Linked DNA regions of Sus scrofa: region 1 is linked to region 2. The links are chromatin contacts, called in public Hi-C maps. All regions are on one chromosome and are shown on one strand. Each heading gives the region's core, a stretch centred on a gene start, on an enhancer-like site or on the middle of the called end of the contact. The rest is flanking DNA. Distances are from core to core; before and after follow the strand shown.

The links. Hi-C and Micro-C count contacts between places; a contact is called where the count stands out from the background.
Region 1: a Hi-C map of liver shows a contact between it and region 2, with 4 times the contacts expected there. The contact joins the promoter of GRTP1 here to the enhancer-like site in region 2. A contact is called at or near these places in 13 of 47 Hi-C or Micro-C datasets (alveolar macrophages, blood, embryonic fibroblasts and 8 more) and 2 of 2 datasets of contacts at active chromatin or transcription factors (alveolar macrophages and skeletal muscle).

Annotation. Positions count from the first base shown.
Region 1 is chr11:78,635,580-78,639,292 of Sscrofa11.1, forward strand. GRTP1 (growth hormone-regulated TBC protein 1) reads right to left here and starts at 1,923. Exons shown (of 9, transcript XM_021065974.1): 1 at 1,751-1,923; 2 at 1,545-1,561; 3 at 1,411-1,542. The coding sequence starts at 1,797.
Region 2 is chr11:78,423,075-78,427,356 of Sscrofa11.1, forward strand. All of the region lies in intron 3 of MCF2L (guanine nucleotide exchange factor DBS), which reads left to right. Among named protein-coding and RNA genes, the nearest start is that of MCF2L, 18 kb to the left of the region's middle. Within about 2 kb of position 1,602, at least 11 of the 83 cell types and tissues checked have an H3K27ac peak or open chromatin away from gene starts, as enhancers often do. A contact at or near this core is called in liver, retroperitoneal adipose tissue and skeletal muscle, where this site is marked.

The sequences.
Region 1 (3,713 bases), core at 673-3,172, 210 kb after region 2:
ACGCCCTGACCTCTGGGTCCACGTGGACACGGGGCTTCTCCTGCATTAACGCAACTGCACCCAAGGGCACCCCGTTCTTGGGAGGGGACATGGGACAGGCACTGGGGGTCGGCTCATGGGACCGGGGCCTGCGCAGGAGGGAAACGCAACGACATGCCACGTCTTTGCGCAACTAAGATGTTTCATCATGTGCAAAAATTGTGTTTGTTTTTACACACCAGTAGGAAACGTTTAAAATCAGATCACACAGGGCAATACGAAGGCAGAGGCGCCGCAGGGAACAGGTTAACATGAAGGAGCAGCGCTGGGGACGCCACCTTCACCAGGACCTCGGCTTTGGGCTCTGGACGCCAGGACGTCCCACCTCTGAGGTCCCCGCAGGCTGACTTAGGAAGCGTTCCCTTACGGGTGTTTTACTAAGCTCTCCTGGCAGTCACAGCCCTGGCAGAGGGAGAGGCCGGGGCGAACCTGCCCACACCAGTCCCTCCGGTATTTCCCAGACACGGCCTGCGGCTGAGGCCGGCCCTCTGGGATCTATCCACCAACCTCTTTAAAAGCAAAAACTGACCTGTCGCCCCCTTGCTTAAAAACTGACTGCTCTCTGCCTGGTCGCGGGCCGGCCGTCTGCCCACCTGTGCCCGGGCAGGGCCTCAGCTCCGCGCCAGACCTCCTCCCAACACTCTCCTGCTCCCTCACACAGCTCAGTCCCTCGTGGGTCGTCATGTGCGGAAGCCCCCTCCGCCCTCTGCCCCTCTGCTTGAGCCCCCTGACCTCCTGGGCACACGTCTGCCCTCACCACCTGCCGGGCAGGTGCCCCTAGTCTGGCCTCTGTCTAGGCAGCATGGGCAACAGTGCGGGCAACCCCTTCGTGCGTTCATTCATTCAACAAACACTGCAGCGATCGCTCCCAATCCCGCAGGCAGGCAGGAACCAAGGATAAAATAAGTAAGCGAAAGGCTGCATAGACAGGAGCAGGAGACAGGCAAGAAGGCAGAAGTGCGGGCCTGTGAGGTGTGACGAGAGGGCCCGAGGGCTTCAGGAGGCATGAGGCCGGGAGCCGGCACCGTGGGCGGAGGAAGAGGTGCGGGTCCACTAAGGACCCGCCTCTCACTCGGAGCGGGCGGGGCGCTCAGTCCAGAGGTGTGCAAGCGCAGAGCCGCGGCCACGCTCATCCTGAGGAGCGGGAAATCAGGTTTCTTCTGGAAAGAAGGCCATGGTCGCCATCCATCTCGAAGGGAAGATAGGAAGCCCTCGCTTCCTGCACAGGCGCATCGGCCTCAGCTGTGAGCCCGCAACTCCTGCGTCAAAGGGCTTCCCGGCCGCCTCCCCCAGGAACCCCGACCCCCGGGGGCACCCTCGGCTGTGACTTGAGCTCCGGGGAGTGGGGGGGCGCTCAGGCTCCGAACTCACCCGTCATACTCTTCTGGACACCACCGCCTCCCTTGAGAAGTTTGGACCATTTTATGGCTCTTCTGGTGAGTATCACCAGGTAGGCGGAGAAAAACTCTTCATAAGCTGCATAATCAAAGTCTTCAGGCCTTCAAACCCGTACGGATCAACCCTACGGCACAAGGAGGCCCGGAGTAAAGCTCCGCGCGCACTTGGGACGGGGACCTGCCGTGCGGAGCTGCGGGCCCGCGTCGGGGGCGCAGGAGGGGGCGACGGGCCGAGCGCGGGCGCGCACGCAGCCCAGGGGCGCGCAGGCGCGGGCACCACCGCACCGGATCCGCACCCGCGCCCGCGCGCCTACCTGGGGACGCGGTCCCGCGCCGCCTGCGCGCGCCCCGCGGTCTCCATGCGGGGAGGGCGGCAGGGGCGCCGGGGCGCGGGCCCGCGGTGCCAAGTCCACCTCCCGGGACTCCCGGGACTCCCGGCGGCTCGCGTCCTTCCGCCGGGCCGCGGGCGCCGGGAGGCGGGACTGGGGCGAGGGGAGGGGAGGGGAATGGGGAGGGAGGGGTGGGAATGGGAGAGGAGGGGAGGGCGGGGCGGGGCGGGGCTGGCGAGGGAGCGGAGGGGCGGGGGGGGAGGGGGAGAGCGGAGGCTGCACCTGCTCCTGCCGCCCCTGCGCAGGGCGGCGACCGGGACTGTTGGAGCCGGGAGCCTGGGAGGGGCCGCAGCCCTGCAGGCCGCCCGGTCCGCAGGCAGGAGGGAGGAGGCCGGTGGGATGGGGGATGGGGGGCCCGGGGGCGGGAATGGAGCTCAGCCTGGCAAAGCTGGCTGAGCAGGTGCGGCGGGGACCACCCCTGCGCCCCACCCAAGGGCCTCCCGGGGCCTCCGGGCCTGGAGCAAAGGTTGGCGATGAATTTGCTGTGGATTCTTGCGACAGCCTTTTGAACCTCAGAACCGCGCAGGTCCAAAGGCCAGAGTTCTGACCCGTGACCGCTGTTTTAATATTCATTGGGCAGAAAAAGATTTTTTCCCTTGCTCTCTCTCCTTCAGCCTTCTCTTCATTCCTAATCCCCGCAGCCCCTCCCCGGGGACATCTGACTCTGGCGGGAGGGGTCCGGTCCCCCACCCCCCCACCCCGTGCCTTCTTCCAGCCTCCAACCAGGGGCCAGGCCTTGGAGCCGGGGCTGCCAAAGTGCTGCTGGATGTGGCGGCCCCAGCCCGCAGGTAGACCGTGGCGCGCCCTGCAGGGCTGCCAGCTGGAGTGACTTGGGGTTAACACCCCAGACGTCTGCTGCTCCCCAAAGAAGGCAGAAGCGGGGGCTTCCTCCTCCGCCACCTCTTCCCACTTTTGTTCGGGAGCACGAGGCGACTCTGGCTGCCTCCGAAGGAACAGAAATGCCTTTTGCTCTGAGGGCGTGTCCACCGTCTCCTTGGGTACTGCAGGGCGGCCTGGCTTTGAACGGTGGCTTCTCCTGGTCGGTCATCATCACCCTGTCTGGACATTTCGATATCGTGGCATGAAGACCACACACCAACTGCTTGCCATATTTAGGAGGCCGTGGAGAAATTGCCCAAACTGCCTGAGAAGTTAAGGTTCTTGAAGATAGGAGGTGCTTTTGTGGCCTCAGCCTTCCACCTCCCAAGGGTCCTTTCTAGAAAACGGATTCAGGACAGTCAGCAAACCAGGCAAAGCGGAAGGACACCGTCCCTGTGCAGGAAGCCCAGCCCCCAGGGCCAGGCCCTTTGGGGAAGATGCCTTTCTCGAACTCCAGACGTGCTCTCTTGCAACACACACCTATGGCAGGTGTGGTGGAGACGGTTCTGCCAGTGTCCGCCGCAAGGCCACCTGGGCTGTCGTGAACAGCCTGCTCCTGACATGGGTTTTTCAGGAACGTTCCATCTCAGGACTGAGCAAGGAGCCTGGAGGTCGTTTGGGCACGTCCGGCCCTGTGTCTGTCCGTTTCCGCGGGAGACTCTACGGAATTGGTGGTCTGCTGAGCACGACCCCAGATGCCCCCTGTTGCTCTGGGAAAACCTCCCAGCCTTCAGCTCAGGTCACAGCATTTTGCTTTTGAGACTCAGTGTCCTTTTCAGAGACCCTGCTCTGGGCCACCTCCTTGGCCTCCCCACCAGGCGCGTCCATCAGCAGACCCCAGTCCACAGTCCACTCGCCCTTCGACCGGCTCAGGCCTCCCGGGCGCGCGCTGCCTCCACCTGTGCTGCTCTGACAGCCACAGGCACGTGCCCCCCCCCACCCCGTTCTTCCTTCTCCTTTCCTTGCGGCTCCTCGGCCGCTCAACAGGGCTGCTGCCAATGGAAGCAAA
Region 2 (4,282 bases), core at 352-2,851:
CTGCTGTCGTTCTGCACCTTGTATCGTTGGGGTGGGGGGAGAAACCTCTCTGGATTATTTCTTATAGCTGCCCGTGACTCTGTGTTGTCTTTTTAAAAAAGGAAATTAATCCCCAGCCCTCTTTACTCACTGCCAGGAAGCTCCCACACACGTGCTGCATTGGAAGGGCTCTGCCAAGGTGCGGCGTCGTGCTTGAAGTGGGAAGGAGGGAGGGAGCCTTCCTTTCAGGTAGCTTTGACCTTGACTGGCTTAAAATAAGGATTCGCTGCAGAGTTGCATGTCCCCAGAGTTACTTTTTTTTTTTTTTTTACCATTTCTTGGGCTGCACTCACGGCACATGGAGGTTCCCAGGCTAGGGGTCGAATCGGAGCTGTAGCCACTGGCCTACGCCAGAGCCACAGCAACGCGGGATCCGAGCTGCGTCTGCAACCTACACCACAGCTCACAGCAACGCCGGGTCCTTAACCCACTGAGCGAGGCCAGGGCTCGAACCTGCAACCTCATGGTTCCTAGTCGGATTTGTTAACCACTGCGCCACAACGGGAACTCCCGACCTTCATGCTTAAGTAGATGTCCAGGTAGGTTAACCCAGTTTCAGTGACCTTGATGGTGCGCTTGGAAAACACTGCCTCTAAGTTAAGGCTTGAATAAATGACATTTCTGAGATTGGATCGGGTGCGTGTGTAAACAGTCGGCACCAGACAAAGGAGGAGGAGGCCCCGCGATTCCAAGGCCACGGCCACTGCTCCCATGGGAGCCTCGGCAGGGGCTGGGCGTGAGCCCCCTGCCCTCCCCGCCCTCCCCCGCTGCCCCACGGTGGTCGGTGCTGCTGGTGTCACTTGGTGCGTTTCACATACACACCGGCCTCCGGGTTTGTTTCCTGGAGGGCTCGGCCATGAGGCGCTTCCTGCGTCGTCTTTTCCTGCCGGGTCCCTGGGGAGAGACGTGAGGAAGCCCGTTTTCCTCAGGACGCCTCTCCCGCGTCCCAGCCCAGAGGCTCTGGGCCCAGGGACCCGGGTCCTGCAGAACCTGCGCCCGAGCCCCTCCTCCGGGCCGTTTCTGTTTTGCGGATTTGGGGTGCGGAGAATCGGAAAACGTAGGCTAAAATCAAATTTAAATGTATTACTATTAATTTTCTAAACAAAGGAATAAACCCACTTCCTAATTACAGCTTGGCGCGTCCTCCAGTGTTTGTGGTTTTGGACCAAAGTCCTGCAGCGCCGGAGTGTAAACAGCCGTCTGCCCGCCCCGCCTGGTGCCGCTCAGAAAAGGCCCCTTATCGGTCCCATCGCAGCCCTATTGTTAGCGGCTTCCTCTCCACTCAAACGTCCCATCCACCTCCAGGGAGAGCCCGGCAGGCGACAGTTACACGCAGGTCTGGGGCGCAGCTTGTGTCCTGAGGAGCAGCTGACCCCTGGCGGGCGGAGGGGCCTCGGTGCCAGGGGGGTGGAGGGTGGGGTTCAGGATCTGCCCAGCGCCCAGGCTGAGAGCTCTGCTCCGTGCACGTAAAACCATGTCAGGGCAGGGCTCACGCGTTCTTACCACAGTGAAGGGGCCACAGGGAGCTCGGTGTGAGGGCTGTGCCTGTCCCCACGCGCTCACGTCATGCGGACTCGGCGCTGAACTCATTAATGGTGCGGTTCGAGCATCTCAGCCGTGTCCCCGGTTAAGCCGTTTAAAAAGGGAATGTGTGAGGCGGTCCCGCCTGGCGCAGTGGGTTAAGAACCTGACTGCGGTGGCTCAAGTTGCTGCAGGGGCGGGGGTTCCATGCCCAGCCTGGCGCAGTGGGTTCAAGGATCCAGCATTGACCTAAGTCGCGGCTGTGGCTCGGATTCAGTCCTTGGCCCAGGCACCTCCGTAGGCTGTGGGCGTGGCTGTTAAAAATGTTTAAAAACTAGAAAAGGAAAAGCGAAGTAAGAGAGCAAACACTGAAACGCTGTTGGTGGAGCCTCTTTAATTGTCACCCTTCCTCCGACCCTCCTGATCCGCCGGCCTCATCTGGAATCCACAGAGGCCGCGTGGAGGCTGGTCCCCTCTGACCACCGTTCTCCGTGGCCTGAGCCTCTCCCCGCGTTGCCCACCCCCAGACTCTGGTTTGGGGGAGCTGGGCCTCAGGAGGGGGGTGCCAGGCTCCTGGGTCTGTGTGCTGCTGCAGGTCGGGCACCCAGCTTTGCTCGTATCTGCCGGCTTGTGTGAGGAGGTGGTCCTGGGACCCGTAGAGCTGCGCTGTGTCACACCCACTGGGACCTCTGTGCCTGCCGAGCCAGCGCCGTCTGGGGGCCTTGCTTCCTCAGACCTCGGCATCAAGGGGACACGGCCATGACCTGGGCCTCGGACATGGAGGCTCAGACACGCGCTGGATAAATGGACCCACAGGCAACCTTGCATCCCTGCCGGGCCTCGCCACCATGGGTCAGGGGAGCCCAGGGCCCCTAGGACACCCTGAACCCGGGGACACGGCCAGCAGCGTGTCCTGGCTTTTGTGGCTGACTATGGGTATTACACGCTTGTTAATGTGGACACGGTGGGTACCACGTGCCAGGCGCTGCTCTAACCATGTCCACGTATTTAACCCTCAGAACGACCCAGGGATGGAAGAGCATTGCGGGCCCCATTTACAGACGGGGAGACCGAGGCAGGGTGTGAGCAGTGATTTCTCCAAGTCACCCACCTGGAAGTAGCCAAGCTGGGACTTGAGCCAGGTAGCTGACTCTGGGACCCAGCCCCTGCCCCACGCTGCCAGGCGGAGTCTCCACAGGGCCGTTCCCGTCCCTGCAGCCCTTCCAGCGCGCGACTTTCTGTGGGGAGGGTCCCTCTGGAGGCCCGGATCCAGGCTCGAGTCTGGGGTGGCCCACACACCCTGACGTGTGGGCCTCCGGGGGCACAGGCAGGCGAGCCCCAGGGCCTCGGAGAATGAAACCAAGTCGAGCTCCAGAACTGAGCTGGACACGGCCTCGCGTCCCAGCCGGGGCCCCGCCAGGCCCTCCGAGTGTGTGCATGGTCTCACCCGGTTTCTTAGAAGGGATCTGAGATGAAGGAACGCAGCCGATGCTGCAGCCTTTTGATCCGTTTTCCTCCTTCCAGGGGGCACGGTTACCGGGGCGAATGAACAGCCAAACACAGGCGCGGGGTCGTGCCGCTGGCGCTGTGCCCTGACCCCGAGGGTCGGAGTCGCTGCTCTGATGGGAGGTTCTGTCCTGAGACCCTGAACTGAGGTTCCCGTGACGAGAGGAGAGCATTCAGCATTTTGCCTTTTAGAACTGCCACGTCTCTGCCCGTGCTTCCAGACACGCACCCCAAAGCCCGAGGGTGCATCACAGCTGCTTACGAGTCTGTAACGCCCTTGTTAGACCCTGGTCACCTGCCTACGTGCGTGGGGCCGCGTGACAGCCGCGAGTGACCTGGGCGTCGACTGTCCTCCGGCTGCCTGAGCACGTTCCTTGCACAGTGTCTGTGGCTATTGGGCTGGAGAAGGTGGCACCCAGGTGAGGTGGGGCAGGTGTGTCGGGACCAGGGCTCCTGGGAAGCCAGGCGTGCTGAGCCTAAAGCCTCAGCCCACCTCATGGCTCTGACGGCGGGCGCATGTCCATCGAAACAGGACACCTGACACTTAAGGAGTTTTCCTTAAGTGCCTGGCTTGTCTGCTGGGCTCTCGTTTTCTGTGCTTTTGTGTGACATCTGGGGATTTTGTCAGCTCCCAGGTGGGTGGATCCTGCCATCCTCACACCAGGCAGCCTGGTCACACTGCCCTTCGGGGACCTTATGGAAGCATCGCGCTCGGGTTCCTTCTCTCACCCTCGGCAGCCGAGTGACACAGGCCTCGTGACAGCCGCTGTCCCAGGGGACGGAGCAAAGAGGACCTGTGGTCCAGGAAAACGCAGCAGTGACCCCAGGCACCAACGGGCTGGCCGCAGGCTGAGAGCTGGGACTGAGGGGCTGCTCTGCTGCTGGGGGCTCTGCTCCCGGCCCTGGGCGCCTTGCTCCGAGCTCCGGCTCTGGCGGGTGTGGCCATGCCCATGGCACGCAAGTTCCCAGGCCAGGGATTGAACCCGCCAGCCCACCAGGGAACTCCCCCGGTGACTTTTTGAGTCCTGAACTTGTCTATTATTTTTTGTCCTTAAAGTAGCTGCAGTTCAGGAGTTCCCTGGTGACGCAGCAGGTTAAGGATCTGGCATTGTCACTGCTGTGGCATGGGTTCAGTCCCTGGCGTGGGGAATGGTAGGCGTGGCCAAAAAAAAAAAAAAAAAAAAAAAAAAAGCCTCACTTGAATTTCCCAGGCTCA